Linked DNA regions of Anser cygnoides: region 1 is linked to region 2. A link is a contact called in public Hi-C data. All regions are on one chromosome and are shown on one strand. Each heading gives the region's core, a stretch centred on a gene start, on an enhancer-like site or on the middle of the called end of the contact. The rest is flanking DNA. Distances are from core to core; before and after follow the strand shown.

The links. A called contact is a pair of places that touch in the nucleus more often than the background predicts.
Region 1: a Hi-C map of liver shows a contact between it and region 2, with 3 times the contacts expected there. The contact joins the enhancer-like site here to the promoter of PCSK5 in region 2. A contact is called at or near these places in 2 of 7 Hi-C or Micro-C datasets (both in liver).

The regions. Positions count from the first base shown.
Region 1 is chrZ:48,775,322-48,778,797 of Taihu_goose_T2T_genome, forward strand. All of the region lies in intron 3 of PCSK5 (proprotein convertase subtilisin/kexin type 5), which reads left to right. Among named protein-coding and RNA genes, the nearest start is that of PCSK5, 50 kb to the left of the region's middle. Within about 2 kb of position 2,175, at least 2 of the 3 cell types and tissues checked have open chromatin away from gene starts, as enhancers often do. A contact at or near this core is called in liver, where this site is marked.
Region 2 is chrZ:48,724,974-48,728,601 of Taihu_goose_T2T_genome, forward strand. PCSK5 (proprotein convertase subtilisin/kexin type 5) reads left to right here and starts at 1,741. Exons shown (of 37, transcript XM_066988258.1): 1 at 1,741-1,969. The coding sequence starts at 1,772. LOC106044164 (a long non-coding RNA gene) reads right to left here and starts at 1,754. Exons shown (of 3, transcript XR_010827702.1): 1 at 1,605-1,754.

The DNA of each region.
Region 1 (3,476 bases), core at 925-3,424, 51 kb after region 2:
TAGATTTAATTTCTTCAGACAGGGAGGAAATTATGCCTTTCTGGCAACAATATTAAGGATAATTTTCCTGGAAGTAGACATTGTCTTTTCAGACTTTTTGTTAATTCCAAAGCATTAGTTTATTATTTTATGTAAATAAATGAGTTTGTCCTAACACAGCATTACGAATATTTTGAAGCATTTTTATATTCATTTCATTCTGACTTGTAGTTCATTGTTAAATGCATTAAAAGAAAAAAAAAAATAGGGTTACAAAAATTTGCAGCTAACTCTAAACAGTTGCTGTTAATAAATGCAGATAGTCGTAAGTCCTCATCTTCAAGTATATTTCACATACGAGCATGTCACCAGCCAAAAAGTATAGTAGCTTTGCTTTTCAGTTTCCAGAACTTCTACATTTTAATAAAAGGCAAAGTAATAACTTCAATTCCAAAACTCCTCTCATTTTTATTAAAGAACTGTACTATTGACTCATCTTTTCCCAAGGAAAAGTGGTTCCATCATACTTTTTCTGAGCTATTGGAGATCTCAGGGTTTGAGGCAGTATCTATCCTACATTTCTGTCCTACAGTAGAAATTACTTCATTTATTGCTGCATTGTGTTGATACAGCAGAGGGTTTTTTAAGCAGTTCATTGTCCACCTTGAAAACAGCTTTTATTCAAAATGTAATACTTCTCAGAAGTTCTTTGTGAAAGCTGTATTATTGTGTGTAATTCGATCATAGCAGGACTTTTTTCCAGTTGATTTTAATGAGTGTACTTGTTATCTTCTCTAACACGTGTTTTTTCAGTCTACCTATCCTATAAATATGTGCACAAGGTGACAGACAGATTTCAATAAATGGCAGTAGATTGTAACAGTGTCCTCTCAAATTTCTTTTTTTTTTTTTTTCCTAATTTCAGCTTTTTCAATTAAAACTAGAAAATAGCAGTGATTTAACCTTAGGTAGCCTGCTCTTATTGTTACAAACTTTCAATTCTGTGTTTGAATAGAAAGAAACAAATTTCAAGAAAATAATAGTGAGCAAAAGCCCACCAGTATGTTTTACAGTAGTTTATGTAATTTCTCCTTTGTGTTCTTTGATTTGCATACAAGTTTTTTAGTGTCAACATAGGTTTTTAATGGAATTGAATTAGCTTGTTTCTTTGGTTGGTTGGTTGGTTAGTTTTGTTTCAAATCAGTAATAGGTGCTTATAGCAGTTGCCTGTAATTTTGTTCAGGAAAGTAGCAGTCTCCTGTTAATTAATCAATTGTGTTGCCTACCCATATTGCTTCATGGCTTCCTCACCACTGTCAGCCTATCATGGGAAACCTGTTAGGACAACAAGTGATCTGTACTGCTGGTCATGTACAACTTTCAGAATATTTTCATTTCTTTATCTGAAAAAAAGGTATCCTCATATACAAGCTCTCTGGGGAGGCACTGTCCCTGGCTGATTGCGTTTACCTCTATTGAATAACTCTTGTATTTTTGCAATATCTTTAGTGGTAGTGGTTTGATGCCATTTTGTTGAGAGTGATCAGGAAGTATTAGTGCATACACTATTGCAACAGAGAGAATAGCTAAAAATACGTGAATGAGTTGACTTCAGGACTGACTTGGGTCATTACCAGATATCCTCATATGACTGTATTTGTGATTGTAACCATAGCTACTTTTGTTAATCCTGTTTATCTTTATAAGTTGGGGAAAATAAAGGAATTTGAGGTTAGTTAATGGTTTCAGTCACTGTTATGTCGGAAAGAGGTTATTAGGTTGCTGGCAGCAGACATGTTATTGAGAAAGTAATAAGGTATTATCATGTACAGGTTTGCATTTTGATTAATAAGTAACTTCGTTGTGGTTAAGATTGATACCTTTGGCCGTTGAACTGGTATAATCTCTAACAGAGCTGTAAATGTAGTTCAGATTTGTTGACACAAGACCTTTTATTCAAAGACTTTGTCAAACAAAATCTGATTAATGTTCTTCTCCCCCATCTTCATCTTCACAAGTACCTTGCCTTGTAATTTTAATAGTCCAGACTAGAAATAATACATTTTTGTTTGTGTGAGATCCATGGCAAGAAGTTACAAAGGTGATTCAGGCCTTCTCTCTGTTTTGGGTCATCACAGAGGTTAAAAGTATCTCTCAAGAACTATTCTGTAAACAAATTGAAAGGTATTTTTTATTGCTCTATTTTTCTCCATTTACTCTAAACACATTCCTAGAAAGAGTAGAGAGATTAGAAATATAGATATTTAACACTTTACAGTTCAGTAGAAGCCAAAGCAGACAGAGTTTCCAGAGCCACTCATCACCTAAACAGGTATGCTTGTACTTTTTCATTGCTAGAGGATTATCTATTGAGAAATTACTGTTTCCATTGCTTTCTAATACCCAGGTAAAGACAATTTTCTTATGTCTTCCCTCACTCAAAGCAATGAGAGCTGAAAAAAAAAAAAAAAAAAGTACCTGCTTGATCATGACCTCTGATTTTTGAGACCTCTGTATTTAAAGGGTAAAATAGAACCTTTTTATAGATCAAGTAACACATGAAACTTCACATAAGAGTCACTGTTCAAATACTATTTGAAAATGACCTACAGACTTGGGTCCAGCTTGCTTAGAACTGATAGCAAAGAAATAAGATCAAAGGGAAGGAAGGTCCTTAGTTAACATCCCTTTCCAAATATTGAGTCAGGAGAAAGCTAAGTCTTGCATGACATACCCAGAGATCAGCTATGTATGTACCATCATGTTCTATCTAATAAATTTATTCTCTTTCACTGGTGTTGACAAAGTAGCCTGTTTGTCAATAACTGGATGGACTATATACAATCCGTTTGCATAACTGAAAAAGGTCGAAGTCAACCCTAAAATCCTACTGCTATCTGAAACCGTTTTACTTAACGTGTAATAACAGCAAACAATGTCTTTGGAATGACTAAGAGGACTTTGTGCCTAACCAATTTCACCATTCCTGCCAGTTGGTTTAATGAGTTTCCTCATCTTGCTTGCATGGAGAAATGGTAATAAAAAGTGGAGAAGGTGAAGATAAATATATATTTATGGGAAGATATGGTTAATAAAACTAATTTTTACTCACTTTTAAAGAAATTTACTAGACTTCAATCACAAGACTCTCCTTGCTGACTGTTTCTTTTTCCCTCCTGCTTCAGAAAAGCTTGGTAATGGTCAGGTGAAGCTGGAGTTATATGGACATACAAGAACTGTTTTCTGCAGCTGCAGTCTAGCTCTGCTGGGCCTCTTTGCATAGTTTTGTAAAATAGAATGTAACGAGGAGAATTTAATTTAACCATTGTTTATTTTTTAACAAGCCATTGTTAGACTACAAAGACATGGACTATGTCTTTGCAGTTAGTTCAGACAGGAACAAGTATTTTTCAACATTGATGGAGTTTAATCCTCTCCAGTACTGTTATCATCCCTTCTATTGTTAATAATAACTGCTAATGCTGACAGGATTCTCC
Region 2 (3,628 bases), core at 491-2,990:
TTAGGAGACATTTCTTCTCAGAAAGAGTGGTCAGGTATTGGAATGGGTTGCCCAGGCAGGCAGGTGGTGGAGTCAGCATCCCTGGGGGTGTTCAACGAAAGGTTGGACCTGGTGCTTAGGGACATGGTTTAGTGGGTGACATTGGCAGTAGGGTGATGGTTGGACCAGATGATCTTGGTGGTCTTTTCCAACCTCAGTGATTCTATGAAAATGATCTTAAAGCCAGTAACAGTTTAAAGTGGAATGCATGGTATTGGTTGTTTGTCTTTTATTTCTACATTAGGAAAACAACGTTTTTGAAGGTAGGGGCACAAGTCTTCGGGGAGGGGAAAAGGCACACCATGTTACTGCACGATTTTCTGCAAAACATGTAACTTCTCACATTTCAGGACCCGGTGATAAGGAGAACGATGGCTGCCTTTGTAGGACACCTTAGGCTCCTCAGAGAAAACAAAAAACATAAAGACCCACCAATATCTCAAAAGGCTACTAGCACTCCTCGCGTTCAAAACCCTTCACAAACGGCAGCAAGCCCTCACAGCAGGTCTGTCAGCGCCGCGTTTCACTGAGACTCGCTCTAACTTTCCAGCAACAAAGAGAAGACCCGTGGGTGGCTCCGAGCCGCCGCGGCGGCGGCTCCCCGGCTCGGCCCGACAACCCACACAGCCCGGGCCGGTGCAGACGTGGCTTCCTCACACCCCACCCCACCCCACCGGCCTGCGCCACCTTCCCCACCCGCCGCCTCCCCGGGCCCCGTCCCGCCCCAACCCCAAATGGTGCCCGCCGACCAGGGGCGGCGAGCGGACCCCCAGGAGGGACCAGGCGGGAGAGGCAGCTCCGGGGCTGCCCGCGCCCCGCTCCCGCAGCCCCGGGCCCGGCCGTGCGGGGCCGCCCAGGCTCCCCGCTGCCTCTCCTCGCCGCCGGCACCGGCGGGGGCACGGCCGGGGGGGCCCCGCGGCCGCCAGCAGGCGGGAGGCCTCGCCGCAGGCCTCGCACCTCGGCGCGGCCCTGCCGGCGGGGCGGCGGCCGCCCGGCCCGGCCCGGTGGAGCCGATGGGGGAGCCCCCGGGTAGGGGGCGGCGGGGGCTGCGGGCCCCGGGGGGCGGCGGGGCGCGGGGCCGGCGCGGCTGCCATTTCTCCTGGCCCTCGGCGCTGCCGGGCGGGAGCGGGGGCGGGAGAAGGAGGAGGAGGAGGAGGAGGAGGAGGAAAAGGGAGGGAGGGGAGAGGGAGGTGGCCGAGCCGGAGTGAAGTGAGGCGCTCAGCTGCCAACACTCACACACTGCCTGCCGCCGCCGCGCTGCTCCCGGACCCCGGGCAAGAGGGGGGAGAGGAGGGAAGGCGAGGCAAAGCGAGACGCGGGAGAGGAGGCAGAAGACCCTTGGCAGGGGGAGGTCAGAGAGGAGGGAAGCGCGGAGAGGGGGGAAGGAGCCTCCTCCCCGCCGAGAGACGACTTCCCATGTAGCAGGGGACAGAGGGAGAAGGCTGGCGCTCAGAAACTGTGCGAGAAGCTTTCCCAGCAAGTTACTTAATCCCCGAGGAGCAGAGGGAGGAGGGGACAGCAGTAATCACCGTTGCCGCTCATAATCACTATCCCCAGCCCCTCACCATTTGACCCGCGGGCGGTTCAATGCACTATTCCAAGCTCTTCCTAGTTTCCTCCTCGGGGTAACTTCGGAGGACGCGCCGCCGGTGTCGCCGGGAGGCGAGGAGGAGAAGAGCCTCGGAAGAAGGAAGGAGAAGTTTTGTGGGGGTTGCGTGCGGAGGAGGAGAAGATGGGCTGGAAGCGCCGCTGCTGCTGGGGAGGCGGAGGCGGCGGGGACCTTCTCTGCCGGCTCACCCTGGTGCTGGGGTTCCTGCTGCCCGCCTGCAGGACGCGCCTGTACACCAACCACTGGGCTGTGCGGATAGCTGGGGGGCTGCCGGAGGCCAACAGGATAGCTAGCAAATACGGATACGTCAATATAGGACAGGTAACCCTCCTTGCAACTACTTCCGAGCCGGGCGCCGGGCAGGGGCTCGCGGGGTCCGCTGCCGCCCCGCCGCCGGGCCAGGGGACGGGGACGGGGACCGGGAGCGGCGGAGGTGATGCCCGGGGGCAGGTAGGCAGCGGCCGGGCCGGGGGCCGCCAGCGCGGCCGCAGCGCCCCCTCCGCGGCCAGGTGTGGAGCGGGGAGCGGGGCTGCGCCCCGCGGAGCCGGCCGGGGGCGGGCGGGCGGCCGGGGGGCCCTGCCGGGGCTCGGCCGGCCTCCGAGGCGGCGGGGGCTGAACTTAGCACTCCTTGCCGCCCCCCCCCCCCCCCCCCCCCCGGCTTGGGTGGAAAAATAAAAATTAAAAAAAATTAAAAAATATATATGTAATAAAAAATCGGAATCAAAGAGGAGCGCGTCCCGCGGCCAGCGCGCGTGTCCCCGGCGGCCAGGACGTGGCAGCCGCGGCCGCCGCCGGGGGCGTCCCGACCCCGCGGGTGGTTGGAGGCGCGGCGCGGAGAGGTGACAGCGGTGGCCCCGCTGCCCCGGCCGTGCCGCCGCCATCGGGGCCCCCCGCCCGCTGCCCCGCCGCCGGCCCGGCAGCACCTGGGCTCTGCGGAGCCCGCGGGTGCCGGGCTGGGAAGAGACTGGGTCCCGGCACGTCTCCCCGTGAGAAAATTGCTGGGATCCGCTGGGAGGTGCAAGCGGGGAGCAGCCGCTCGTGGTGCGGTCCCAGCCCTGCTGCCGTAGCGAGGCACGGCTGCCGCTCAAAATGTCCCGGGATCGCCTTTTCGGACAGAGGTTGCGGCCGGCAGCCTCGGCTTTCCTGGCCATTAGCCACAGAACAGGATTCGCGTATCGTAGGGCTGAGCGAGTCGAGCGCCTGGAAAATAATTCTGTTTCACGGCTGTGTGCGAACATCCCAGCACAGTCTTTCTAGACAGTAGTTTACGTGAATCGAAAGTTTAGGAGTGAGCATTTACAGGTAGAGAAGGGTTCGTCTTGTATGTGAGATTCACAAAAATGCAGCCGAGTTTACACAGCAGGCCTTTTACTTCAGCCAGATCAAAGTGACACCCGATTTTTGTTTGTGTTGTGAGTCCCCACATACTGTATCCTTGACTCAAAAGTTTGAAGCGTGCATCTCAGCTGTTCCCAGTCATAGCAAGCCTGAATGAAACAGTTGTGCAGCATGTTAAGATAAATAATTTACATAAGAAAAGATCGAAAATGACACCGAGGCAGCACAAAACATGATGTATGAAGATGCGGGTACTTAGGCAGGTTGAGTATCGGCTTCCCTTGTGGTGCTCTTTGGCAGGTAGGAAGTGTAGCTTCCTCTTAGAGGCATAGAAATCAGAAAGGGAGTTTTGGTGTCAAAATTCAACCTAGACCTTTAAATTGCCTTGTTTGTGAAATGAAGGAATCCAGGGGTGAAGTCCACATATTCCTTCTTGGGCCTTTTTAGTGGTGTAATAAGCAACAGTTAGCCAGTTGGAGGATTCCCTTCTTCCCTCTTTTGTCTTTTGCCAGGTCAACTGCCTAACTTAAGGCCTGCTTTTTTTTGTAACTTGCACATCCAAACCTCCTGTTGAATTAAGGAAAGAATGTAGTAAGCCACTGTTGCCTTCTTATGTGCCAGCAAAGTGCCATGTACACACCT